Regions from separate parts of the Callithrix jacchus genome. Here region 2 is linked to region 1. A link is a contact called in public Hi-C data. All regions are on one chromosome and are shown on one strand. The core of a region is the stretch at or near the end of the contact, and the rest is flanking DNA. Distances in the headings are between cores, read along the strand shown. Region 1 overlaps RPN2 (ribophorin II). Region 2 has its middle 3.6 kb from the start of BLCAP.

What was found. Hi-C and Micro-C count contacts between places; a contact is called where the count stands out from the background.
Region 2: a Hi-C map of skeletal muscle shows a contact between it and region 1, with 6 times the contacts expected there. The contact joins two enhancer-like sites. A contact is called at or near these places in 2 of 3 Hi-C or Micro-C datasets (both in skeletal muscle).

The regions. Positions count from the first base shown.
Region 1 is chr5:32,642,623-32,649,395 of calJac240_pri, reverse strand. It overlaps RPN2 (ribophorin II), which reads right to left. Exons shown (of 16, transcript XM_054255325.2): 3 at 5,315-5,410; 4 at 4,416-4,591. Among named protein-coding and RNA genes, the nearest start is that of RPN2, 21 kb to the right of the region's middle. Within about 2 kb of position 4,090, at least 2 of the 16 cell types and tissues checked have an H3K27ac peak or open chromatin away from gene starts, as enhancers often do. A contact at or near this core is called in skeletal muscle, where this site is marked.
Region 2 is chr5:32,965,924-32,972,696 of calJac240_pri, reverse strand. It overlaps the pseudogene LOC144582799. Among named protein-coding and RNA genes, the nearest start is that of BLCAP, 3.6 kb to the right of the region's middle. Within about 2 kb of position 2,691, at least 2 of the 16 cell types and tissues checked have an H3K27ac peak or open chromatin away from gene starts, as enhancers often do. A contact at or near this core is called in skeletal muscle, where this site is marked.

The sequences.
Region 1 (6,773 bases), core at 2,841-5,340:
GGTGCTAGAGAGGCTAAGGCAGGAGGATCACTTGAGCTGGAAGGTCGAGACTTCAATGAGCTGTGATTGTACCTGAGTACAGTGGTACAGGCTCTGTCACCTAGCCTGAGTGAGACCCTGTCTCAAAAAATAGATAAATAAGGCTGGGTGCGGTGGCTTTCCCAACAGTTTGGGAAGCCAAGGCAGGTGGATCACAAGTTCAGGAGTTCGAGACCAGCCTAGCCAATATGGTGAAACCCTGTCTCTACCAAAAATAGAAAAATTAGCCAGGTGTGGTGGTATGCGCCTGTAAACCAAGGTACTCAGGAGGCTGAGGCAGGAGAATCACTTGAATCTGGGAGGTAGAGGATGCAGTGAGCGAAGATAGTGTCACTGCACTCCTGGCTGGTGACAGAGTAAGACTCTGTCTCCAAAAAAAAAAAAAAAGTAGATAGATAGATAGATAAAACCCATTGAGCAGTTTCTCCCCACTGTGTTCCCCGTTACCCCCCAGCAACCAGCAATCTATGTTCTATCTCTATGGATTTGCCTATTCTGATACTTCATAGAAATGGAATCACACATCTGAATCCTTTTAGGTCTGGCTTCTTCTGCTCAGCATAATGTTTTCCAGGCTCAGCCATGTTGTAGCATGTATCCGTACTTCATTCTTTTTTTTGGCTTATTCATATATTTTTATCTGTAATTCTGGAAGATATGCTTTTTAAGATGGAATATGATAGGTGTATACATGTAAAATTTATTAGATTTTACTCTCTTAATGCAGATAATTTAGAAAATATAGATGGTGCTTTTCTGAGTAAAATGGGGAAAGCAGAGGTCCCTGGTGGTTAAACGGAGTGCTGCTTCCACGGTGAATGGTTTCCTAATTCTTAAGAGATGACTGGGCCCTTGTGTAAAACCACCACTTATCAAGTCAATGTGTCAGGGAATGCAGATTAAGAATCTGTCTGCTTATGTCAAGATCATAACAATTTAGATTCTCTCCATGGGCAACTAATTCCATTAAGATGACAAGTTGGAAAACAGCAGAGTCACAATTTACAGAGAGACAAGCCCCAGAGTACTCAACAACACCTATGGGATGACTGTTGTTATAATACACTTGAGAAAATGAAACCTGAATTTCCAAAGGAGACAAAAATCATACATCTGCCCATGATAAACACTGAGCTCAGAAAAGGTGGTTAAGATAGCCCAGAAAGAACTTCTCAATTAAGATAACATTTTTTTCTCTTTGGAATGAGTGAGTGCCGTGCTGCTAACAACCTCAGAAATTTTAGAATGAAATTAATCCACTGAGTTTTAGAAAGTTTTGTCACTGGCTTTAATTACCTATTCCCCAGCCAGCAATTTCTTTTTCTCTGGAGTACAGTATATATTCAAACAGTAAGAAAGCAGATCTTATCTTGCTAATATACAGCAGATGATTCAGAGAAATTGATTTATGAGAGACTACAAATGACATCTTCTCAGATGGTTCATTCAAACCTACAAATATTTTCTTTTTTCCATTAAAGACAAGTTTACAAATATATACTTCCTAGAATAAGTCCATTTAAATATGGAAGGCCCACTCAGAAGAGTTCTAATTTATATCAGATTGCCTTTAATAGGGCACATTAGTAGTAATATTATATAAGGCATCTTACCCGTTGGATTTCACAATGATCCTATGAGACATTCTCCACGTCTGCATATGAAAACACTGAGGTTTAGGGGAGCTAAACAATCCACTCTGGGTCACAGAATTTGAGTAGAAGAGTGGATTTGAACATAGTTCTTTCTGCTCCAAAGCATATGCTAACTACAAGCTTTCCACAAGACAGCAGAAACATAAAAGTATAGTTTCATCCTTTATTAACTCCATTGGGTATAGACCATTCGCCAGGGGTAAGCACTACAAATAAAGCTTTTGGCTGAGTGTGGTGGCGTATAGTGACTACAGTCTCAGCTACTCAGGAGGCTGAGGTGGGAGGACTGCTCAAGCCCAGGAGTTTGAGGCTATAGTGAGCCTTAAACATGATCACATTGCACAGCAGAGTAGATGACAGAGTGAGACCCTGCGTCCAAAAAAAAATGAAGGCCGGGCGCGGAGGCTCACACCTGTAATCCCAGCACTTTGGGAGGCCGAGGCAGGTGGATCATGAGGTCAAGAGATCGAGACCATCCTGGTCAACATGGTGAAACCCCGTCTCTACTAAAAATACAGAAAATTAGCTGGGCATGGTGGCGTGTGCCTGTAATCCCAGCTACTCAGGAGGCTGAGGCAGGAGAATTGCCTGAACCCAGGAGGCGGAGGTTGCGGTGAGCCGAGATGGCGCCATTGCATTCTAGCCTGGGTAACAAGAGCGAAACTCCGTCTCGAAAAAAAAAAAAGCTTATGATCTAATAGAAATAACAACAATGAAGGAGGTAACAAACTCTCTACGAAAGAGACCTAATAAACAGATGGTCCAGAAAAGGAACTCCATTTCCTACATGCCCACTGAGAACCAGGCATTGCGCTAGGGTCTTCACATCTATTATCTCACTGAATCCTGTCAGTTGCTCTGATGTAAGAATTATGGGTTTCATTTTACAGGGGAGGCTCAGAGAAGTTAGAAATTTGGCCAAAGTCACACAGCAAGGAAGGAAACAGCTGGTGTTCAAACCTAAGTCTGTCTGACTCCAAAGTGGACGTACTTCCCTTGTACTTCTTCCTGGGGTTCTGAGATTTTGAGGAAAGAGAGTTCCCTTTTTGCTTGGAGGGAAATGGGAAGTTTTTTGTAGAAGGCAGCACCAAAGTAAGGCACAGGCACTAACAGTGACATCATGGTATGAGATGATGGTGACTGGAGAAGCATTCCCCAAGAGGGATTATGAGCAGAGATCAAAATATCTCCTGGAATCAAAGCCCCAAAAGGGCCAAGCACTGGGCAAGGTGTGTACAAAATGTTAGCCCCGGGGTCACTGACGACCGACCATGTGAATATGAGGAGGGTGTGAGGATGACAGAGATGGAATGTCAACTGCCGGTGACCTGCCCTTAACAAAACTTTAAGCTTAGAGAAAATCTTGTTGTTAGCAAAAAAACAAAACACAAACAAAAAAAACTGGGAAACAACCTCACTGTTTTGAAAGGGGGAATTGGTATCACCAATCTCCGGCTAAACAATGAACAGGATTCCAGAAATGTACTCCACATCCTCTTTCAGGGTTTGCAATTAAATGGTCTACACAAAGAAAACAGTAAAAAAAATTAAAAAAAAATTACTGCTTTAAATGAGGAGTTCAAGTGTTTAAAAAAAAATTAAACTAGCCTAGGCAACATAGAGACGCCATCTCTACTAAAAGTAAAAAAAATTAGCCAGGCAGCCAGGCACAGTGGCTCACGCCTGTAATCCCATCACTTTGGGAAGCTGAGGCAGGTGGATCACTTGAGGTCAGGAGTTCAAGACCAGGCTGGCCAACATGGTGAAACCCCGTCTCTATTAAAAATACAAAAACTAGCTGGGCATGGTGGTGTGTGCCTATAATCCCAGCCACTGACACTGAGGCAGGAGAAGTGCTTGAACCCAGGAAGCAGAGGTTGCAATGAGCCAAGATTACGCCACTGCACTCTAGCGTCAGTGACAGAGTAAGACTGTCTCAAAACAAAACAAAAAATTAGCTGGGCATGGTAGTTTGCATCTGTAGTTCCAGCTACTTGGGAGGCTGAGGCAGGAGGATCACCTGAGCACAGAGTTCAAGGCTGCAGTTGAGTTGTGATCATACCATTGTACTTCAGCCTGGGTGACAGAGTGAGATCCTGTCTCTAAATAAATAAAAATTTAAAACTACATATATTATCACTTAAGAGCTTAGCAAAAACACCCTAAAGTCAGTTACAATATTTCCATTTATAAGAAACAGGAAAGGTGCTTCTCCTTCGCCTAAGCCTTTTGCAGAGTACTGGAGTCTGATTCCTGGTATACTCCACCCTCTGAGCCTCCACCTCTCCCACCAGATGCTGCCTCTCACAACTTCCAGGGATCCTGTGAGCTCCCACTTTGGAGGCAGAGCCTCCACTGCCAACATGTCATCCTGTCCTGGCCAAGCCTCAACAAGACATGCATGTGGCTCCTTCTCAGTTATCTGCCCTTGCTCTAGCCTTCCAACCTCAGAGGGCAGCTGGATCTCTAGCTGTTGGTGTGCTCACGCTCTGGCTCAGCACTCGCCTCCTCTTTGCGAGGCTTGCAGAAGACTGCGTCCATGTGAGCTCCACGAGGACAGGGACCTTACCTGCCTTCCTACAATCGTGTTTGCGGTGCCTCGCACAGTACCTGGCACACAGAAGTAATTACTGGAAGTATTTGCTGAAATAATGAATGGGCCCTCTTAGGATACAGCCCGAGACAAATGAAGCCTGCAAAGTGCTCAAGATGACAACTCACGCCAGCACAGTCTCCTCCTTGCTAAGGCGAGCAGTAAGGGCACTGAGCGCTTCTTGGGATGCCAAGGGAAGGCCAAAGCCACTGAGAGCGGCAACTGCATGGTAGATCTGGGTAACAGATGAGTCCTCACTGACAGCTGCCAGAAGCAGGTCTTTGGTCTCATTTGAAATAGAAATCTAAGAAAGAATTGGCAGACACAGGGTTTTAGAACAGGTCTTGGCAATTGTGGCAGGCATGGCAAAGACAGCATGCAGAGCAGCTGCCAAAGTCACACCAGCCTCACACATGCTCATCCCCCTCTAATCCCCAGACACCAGGATTCAATGTTCGCAAAACCTCAGTACAACACTCGCATTTGAAAACATGCAGACAAGTTACCTTTCTACTTATATGTTTCTCCTATGTTCAATAAAATGACCTTCCAGAAACCTGGTATAGGGGTACACTTTGAACATTTTTAAATGTTAAAGGAAGATGGAAAGGAAAAAGTCAACACCTCCCAGAAGAAAAGCAAAAACTGCACAAAAAGGTTATTTAAAACCCTTGAAAAGTAAAAACTTAAGAGAAACATAAACTATACTTTCAAAAATCACAGGAATGGAATTCCCATCCACAACAATGAACTCTCATTGTTAAAAAACAGATTTTTGACATGATCCTTCCCCCTTTAAAAATGCACTTTACAAAAATTAGCTGGGTGTGGTGGCATGTGCCTGTGGTCCCAGCTACTCGGGAGGCTGAGGCGGAAGAATCACTTGAACCCAGGAGGCGGAGGTTGCAGCGAGCCGAGATTGTGCCACTGCACTCCAGCCTGGAGACAGAGCAAGACTCGGTCTCAAAAAATTTAAAAAATGCACTTTACAGTTAAAGTAATTGTCAGCGGAGGAACCTGGACTCACCTCACATCCTGAGAGGGCCTGGCTGGCCTGGGCAGCGTAGAAGAGGGAATCCACATTGCTGGGATCAAGGTTAGATTTGATGTAGGTACACGCTTTCTACACAGGGAGGAAATGTCAGTGTTAAGTGGTGACACATATCATGAACCAGGAAAAGCAAAGGCGTTTTTAGATTACATTCTAAGCCATTATAGATGGCTTATAAAATGAGCTACATGGATTTAGTTTTTTAAGTAGTTACTTTCTATAGGACACTATATTACCCAAAATTGCTCACTTCATACAAAGAGCAATGAGCCTAAAGGCACTCGAGTCCTTCTGAACCTTAGAAAGGAAAGAAGGAAACCACTTCACAAATCACTGGTCTGGCCATGGCCTGTGCTGGGTATTTATGAAGCTCTTCCTTTTAATGACGTAACGACCCTTTGATAGATATTACCCCCATTTACCTGAAAAAGAAACTGGGGCTTGAAATTGGCAAGTAATCTGATGAAGATGACAAAGCTACTAAGTGGCAAAGTCTCCTCTGATTCCAGCTGTACTGGCATCTCCACTTAGATGTCACCAAGGCCAAGTCAGGCTCAACAAATCTAAAACGAGCTTAAGGCTGGGTGCAGTGGCTTACCCCTGTAATCCCAGGCCTCTGGGAGGCTGAGGTAGGAGGATTCCTCGAACTCAAGAGTTCAAGACCAGCCTGGGTAACATGGTGACCCATTTCTACAAAAAATTCAAAAATTAGCTGAGCATGGTGGCATTTGCCCATGGCCCCAGCTACCTGGGAGGCTGAGGTAGGAGAACTGCTTGACCTTAGGAAGTCGAGGCTGCAGTGAACCATGTTCATGCCACTACACTCCAGCTAGGAGACAGAGCTAGACCCAGTCTCAATAAAAATAAAAAACAAAATGAGCTTAAAACCTTCTAGTTCTAGCCAGGTGTGGTGGTGGACACCTGTAAATCCCAGTTACTTGGGAGGCTGAGGCAGGAGAATCACTGGAACCCAGAAGGTAGAGGTTGCAGTTAGCAGAGATCATGCCACTGCACTCAGCCTGGGTATCAAGAACAAAACTCTTGACTCAAAAAATTAAAAATTAAAAAACAAAAAAAACCTATTTCTTCACCAGGACTTCGCAGCTCATGCACAGGTATCACCGCACATCCAGAAACCTGGGAACCGTCCTCAACTTTTCCATTCCCTTCCTATCCAATCGCCCTCTTTTTCATTTCTCAGGCCCAGTCCACCTCCGGTTTGTCACTGCTTCAGGGCAGGCCCTTGCCATTGCTCACCTAGACTGGCCCAGTCATCTTCTAAGTGGTCTAAAGCCATGCAGTTCATTCTGCACACTGCTTCAAGAATGATCTTTGCAAAATACAAGTGTAACCGTGTTGGTTTACCTTTAAAACCCTTCAGCGGTTCCGTATTTTTCTCAGACAAGATCCAACTTCTGACATAGCAAGAAATGCC
Region 2 (6,773 bases), core at 1,442-3,941, 320 kb before region 1:
CAGCTACAGTAATCTTTTAAAATTGCCAATCAGATCAGATCACTTTCCTCTTTAAAACCTTCCACTGGCCTTCCCTTTTTCTTTTTTAGGAGGATTTAGATGAATTGGAGAGCAAGAGAGGAAATGGGAAGAGAGGGTGGGGAGGTGGAGGCAGGTGTCTGGGTGGCGGTGGCTTTGTCAAGCACAGAGGCAGTGGTGATATAAGGTGATGGGCTAGGTTGTGACTTATTTTGGAGGCAGGGCTGTCAGGACTTGCTTACTGGTTAAATCAATCAGCCCAAGCTGTGAACTAAAACAGTTCACACAGTTTTCAGTGTCTGGCACACGATAAGAGCATGATATATAGTTACTGCTTATACCATTGATAGGTTGATGAGTTTAGTAAGATCAGCAGTTCCCCATTTTACCATTAGGTGTCACTACAGACCCGACTAAAATAGCAGCACTTGCTTCCCAGATAAGGAAGCCCTGAGCAGTCTGGAACAAAAGGGCCTTAGAGTTGGGAAGGTTTCCCAGTCAGGAAAGTAGGTCAGGGATTTAAACCCAGTTGCCCTGACACCTTAAAAGCCATGGTGGGGAGAGGCCCTCCCTGCCAGGACACCCACAGTGCCTCCTGTCCCCAGGGTAATTTTACATATTTGTAATAATAGGTGACTAAGCGTGCTAACTTATGTAACCAGTGCTATTTCTTTTTCTTTAAGAGGAGTTTTGCTCTTGTCTCCCAGGCTGGAGTACAGCGGTATAATCTCTGGTCACTGCAACCTCTGTCTCCTGGGTTCATGTGATTCTCCTGCCTCAGTCTCCCTAATAGCTGGGATTATAGGCATGCACCACCACACCTGGCTAATTTTCCCACTTTTTGTAGAGGTGGGGTTTCACCACGTTGGCCGGGGTCCTCTTGAACTCGTGATCTTAGATGATCCGCCTACCTTGGCCTCCCAAAGTGCTGGGATTACAGGCATGAGCCCCTGTGCCCGGCCAACCAGTGCTATTCTAAGTATTTTATAATAAAAATTCATTGAATCTCCACAAATGATTACATGAGGTAGAGCCAAATGTGTCCCATTTCACAGATGGAGAAATTGAGGCATAGAGAGATTTTATTAACTTGCTCAAGGACATACAGCCAGTAAATGCAAAATGGAAATGGACCCTGGCATTCTGGCTGTAGCCTGCGCCATCCTGAAACTTATTCCATTCTCTGGTCACTTTGGTAATGATGTTTTTTATCCCTTTTTAAATCTCTTGATGTCACATAGTTGAATTTCCTGAATATATAAGTCTTGGTAAGGAAATAATGTTGATTTAAAAAAAAAAAAAAAACCATAACTGTTAAACAGAGTGATGTATAGGAAAGCAAGTATTGTGATTTCACAAAACATTGTTCTATTCATAACATAACCATTTCCTGATTCTTTATCATTTAGCCCCAGATTGGTCATCCAGTCCCAACTGAATTCCATGGACCTCATTACCAGCTGACTCAGAGGTCTGGAGGATAAATGACAACGGCAGGAGCTCGGTCTGGCCTTTCAATCATTCACGTATTCATTCAACAGTTAATGCCTCTTCCTTCCTGCCAGACCCAAAATGAGCCCTGCCCTCCAAGAGCTCAACGTTTCACAGGGGTTAACAGACAGGAAATGCACATGCACTGGCACTGCATACTGCCCATCTCTCCAGACTGTAGTGTTTGTAGACAACATCTGTATTATTTTTTCTTTTTTTTAGACAGGGTCTCACTCTGTCACCCAGGTTAGAGTACAGTGGCACAATCACAGCTCACTTGTGGCCTCGTCTTCCCGGACTCAAGCAATCCTCTCACCTCAGTCTCCAAGTAGATGGGACCACAGGCACGCACCAGCACACCCAGGTAATTCTTTTATTTTTTGTAAAGACAAGATTTCACTATGTTACCCAGGCTGGTCTCGAACTCCTGAGTTCAAGTGATTCACCCACCTTGGCCTCCCAAAGTGTTGGGATTACAGGTATGAGCCACCATGTGGCTCTTATTCTCTTTTCTATCTTCCATGCCTAGCACAGTGCTAGGCACATTTTAGGTAACCAAAAAATATTTCATGAATGAATACAAAGGCTTCATGGAAGGGGTGGCATTTGATCTGGGCCTTTGAAGACTGGGGAAGATCTTGACAGATAAAGACAGGGGTGAGGGGACACCCCCTCAAGAAAAGTGACAAGATCATTTTAGAAAGATCATCCTGGGCTGGGCACGGTGGCTCATGCCTGTAATCCCAGCACTTTGGGAGGCCAGATCATCTGAGGTCACGAGTTCGAGACCAGCCTAGTCAATATGGTGAAACCCCATCTCTACTAAAAATACAAAAATTAGCTGGGTGTGGTGGTGTACACTTGTACTCCCAGCTACTTGGGAGGTTGAGGCAGGAGGATCACTTGAACCCAGGAGGCAGAGGTCACAGTGAGCCGAGATCACACCACTGCACTCCAGCCTGGGTAACAGAGTAAGACTCTGTCTGAAAAAACAAAATTCATTCTGGGTGGAAGATGAAGGTTCTGGGTGAGACAGGCGGCAGGGAGACCAGTGAGGAGGTTGCTGCAGGGTTCAGGGGACAGAGAATGGCCTGAAGGAAATTCAGGAGGAATGGGCAAGAGTTGAGGAGTATAGAGCAAGAGGGAGCAGGAGTCATGGGTGACTCTAGGTGTCTGGTAGGTGGGAGCAAGTTGAGGAGGCCTTGGTAGGAAGCTGAGTTTGGCTCAGCAAAATTTTAGGGCAGAATGACCTTCCAGGCCCCAAAAGTCAGAGCTGGTGTTAGTGATGTTTCTACAGCCTGGAACTGAGCTGGGAAGGTAGAGCAGTCTTGAGGGCACAGAGGAAAGGACCCAGCTGAACATGAGGGAGTTCCATGTGCAAGAGAAGCCCTGCCTCAGCTTCCCCAGTTTTATGGGTCCCCAGGGAGAAAGGGTTGGCCATGAGGCCCTGTACATGCTAACACTCAGCCTGAAGGTTACTGGAGGTGGTGTCCCCGAAAAACAGATCTGATCCTTGTTTAGCAGCATGTCATATTCCATGATGGCAAGACCCTTTCCTTTCATCTATTTTTCTTGTTTTTGTTTTTGAGATGGAATCTTGCTCTGCTGCCCAGGCTGGAGTGCAGTGGTGTGATCTCGGTTCACTGCAACCTCTGCCTCACAGGTTCAAGTGATTCTCCTGCCTCAACCTCCCAAGTAGCTGGGATAACAGGCACCTACTACCATGCCTGGCTAATTTTTGTACTTTTAGTAGAGATGGGGTTTCACCATGTTGGCCAGGCTGGTCTCAAACTCCTAACCTCAGGTGATCCGCCTGCCTTGGCCTCCCAAAGTGCTAGGATTACAGGCATGAGCCACCATGCCTGGCCCCTTTCTTCTATTTTTCTTGAGGTATAACATATGAAAAGTACATAAAGCCCTGTCTTTTTTCTCCCCAGCGCCCCGAGACAGAGTCTCACTCTATTGCCCAGGCTGAAGAGCAGTGGCATGATATTGGCTAATTGCAGCCTTCACCTCCCAAAGTCTCCGAGTCTTATAATTTTTACTCGATGAATTTTCACTTATGTAATCACCAGCCAGAAGATACAATCCTTCTGGCAGCCCAGAAAAGCTCCTCTTGCTCCTTTCCCACCCCTAATCCCGACCTGACCCAGGTCACTACCATTTTGATTTCTAACCTTATACATTAGTTCAGCTTCATATACATATATTCATATGGTATCTACTGTTTTGTATCTGGCTTCTTTTAGTCCACATACTATATGTGAGATTAACTGGTGGTGTTACATGTATCAGTTTGTTCTTTTATATGTAAAACGCAGTATTCCATTGCATGAACATGCCACAATTTGTTTATCCATTTGCCAGTGATGGACATTGAACTATTTCCAAATTGAGCTGTGAACCTTCTTGCACAAGTCTCCAGGTAGACAAAGGCACTCATTTCTCTTGGGTATATACCTAAGAGTGGAAATTCCAGGTCCCAGCATAGGTGTGTGCTTAGATTTTGTAGATACGCCAGTTTTCCAAAATGGCCGAACCAATTTCCTCTGCCGCCAGCAATCTGCAAGAATTTGTTGCTTCGTAACCTCTCAACATTCAGCTTTTTCTTTTGTTATTTAGTTTTTATTTCATAATCATAAACTTAACTCTGCAATTGAGCCAGGGATGGAAGGGAGCAAGGAAAACATGGAACCCAAAGGGAACTGCAGGGAGTACAGGGAGAGCACAAGGTTCTAGGATACTACCAGCAGATGGGGTGGAGTGCACTTCCCTGAGCTACAGAAGGAATGGTCTGGTGGTTAAGATTAAACAGAGTCAAACTTACTGGAGCTGTCCACAGTCAGCACTGGTGATCTTCTTGCTGGTCCTGTCATTCCCGGACCCAAAGCACTCCATGGCCTCCACAGTATTCATGCCTTCTTTCACCTAGCAAAGACCACATGCTTGTCACCCAATCACTCAGTCTTGATGAAAAACTGGGAACCATTTGTGTTGGGTCCAGCATTTGCCATGGACAAGATGCCAGGATCTGCATGCTTTACAATGAAGTTCTCATCATCAGATTTCTCCCCACAGATGGACTTGCCACCAGAGCCATTATGGCGTGTGAAGTCTCCACTCTGACACATAAGCTCTGGAATAATTCTGTGAAAGCAGGAACCCTTATAACCAGAAGTTTTTTCTCCAGTGCTCAGAGCATGAAAGTTTTCTGCTGTCTTTGGAAACTTGTCTGCAAACAGCTCGAAGGAGACATGGCCCAAAGGCTCACTGTTGACATCGATGTCGAACACAGTGGGGCTGACCACAGCTGAGGATAGTATGGGGATCCGGGCAGCATCTGCAAAGCCAGCTCTCTCTTTTTCTAAGCATGGGCTTCCACTCCAAGACTCCTCTTTTTATTCAGTGTTGAATACTGAGTGTGGATGCCATGGATGCATTCATCCTTTAGCCTGTAAGCAGCAGGACAGTGGGAGGCCACATTCAGGCCTGTTTGAGTCTCAGCCAGAGGAGAAATGGACATCTCTTTGCTTTGGATGTGACCCCAGGAACTGGATAGCCATCTTGTGGCCATGAGCATGAAACTAGCTCAAGGAGAGCAGAAGATAAAATGAACCTGGGTCCTTGATGACACTACCTAACCACTGAGTGGCAGGCTACTTATTTTTTTTTAAGCCAATTGATGTAGTTTTTTTTTTTAAACTAGCAACGTAAAAGACAGAGTTCACCAACCTTCTTTATTCCCAAACCCCACTGGCCCCATTTCTGTCCTCCACAGCATCGGCCCCACTGAGCACTCCTTTCTTGAAACCTCCTCTCTAGGACCAACACTCACTTGGTCCTTTTTCTACCCCACTGGCCACTGCTTCTCAGTCTCCTGTCATTGACCCTCCTCTTCTGCCCACTTTCTTCTCTACTTTCCTTCCCTTGAGTTCTCACCCAGCACCATGACCTTTGTGTTGATGACCCCCAAATAGGTATCTCCAACCCCAGCTTCTGTTCTGAGCTCCTGTGTCACATACATCTGCCTACTCACCCTCTCTGCCCTGCATGTTGCCTAGGCATTTCAACCTTAACTTCTCAAAGCCAAACTTGATCTTTCCCCTCAGTCTTCCTTTTTCAAGCTTTATTGTCTTGACCAAGGTCTCTTTTACCCTTTCATTTACTCAAGGCTAAAACCTAGCGAGGTGTTATTGCCAATGCCTCCGCATCCACCCACATCCAGTCTTCCACACTTCCTTTCACCTCCCCAAATCGCTACCCTGAGTCAGCATTAGCTTATGTCTGGAAGCTGTAACCACCTCCTAACTGGCCTCCCTTCACCCACTCCTGAGTGCCCTTCAAGCCAAGCGGCCTACATGGCCTTTTAGAAATCCAAACTTGACATCTTTTCCCTGATGAAAATGGCTTCCCTTGACTCTCAAGAGAAAAGCCAAATTCAGTATATAGGCGACCTGTCTTCTTCCGTGCTCACCTCTCACCCTCACTCTGCCCCTTCCCAGGTCCACATCTGGAACAAGATGTTCTTTCTGCCTAGAACATTTCCCCGCTCACTCTTGCCCTGTACAACTCCTAATCGCCCTTGGTTTCTCAACCTAAATGCCATCTTCCCAAGTAGGTTCCACCCTCTGCCTACTTTAGGACTTCATTAATTTCTCCTAACACTCTCTACTTCCTCTCACAGTACTTCCCATGATGCGTTGATTAAAGTCACTAATATACAATAATTATATCACTGTCTCCCCGCCTACCTGCCATTAGACTGGTAACGCCTTGAGGTCAGGAACAGACCGAGGTCACCCACTCTACCCACCCTTAGCACTGCGCTTGCGTACAGTAAGCGCCTAAGGAATATGCTTAATTAGCTAATAAATGACTACACGGACTCATTCAAGCCCCATAACAGCCGTGAGGTGGGTATTTCATCAGACAGGAGGAAGCCGAGTCGGGGCAGGCGAGTTAGTCGCTCGCGCCAGGTACAGGGCAAGGGGAGGAGCCGGGACCTGACCCAAGGCCGTCCCAAGTTCTGAGCCCGGACCTTTCCGCTCCTGAGCCCTGGCCGTGTGTTGAAACGCCAGGGAGGGGATGGACTTTGAGCCACGAGAAGGTCTTCTCCGAGTCCAAGGACAGTCCACGCCGGGCAGTGCGAAGCGGGCTCACCCACAAGATCGCAGCCCAGCCCGCCCCGCGCTCACGGAGTAAAGATCACAATCCGCTGCATATGCATGAGGGGACCGGGCCGCGCTTTGGGGCCATCCACACTG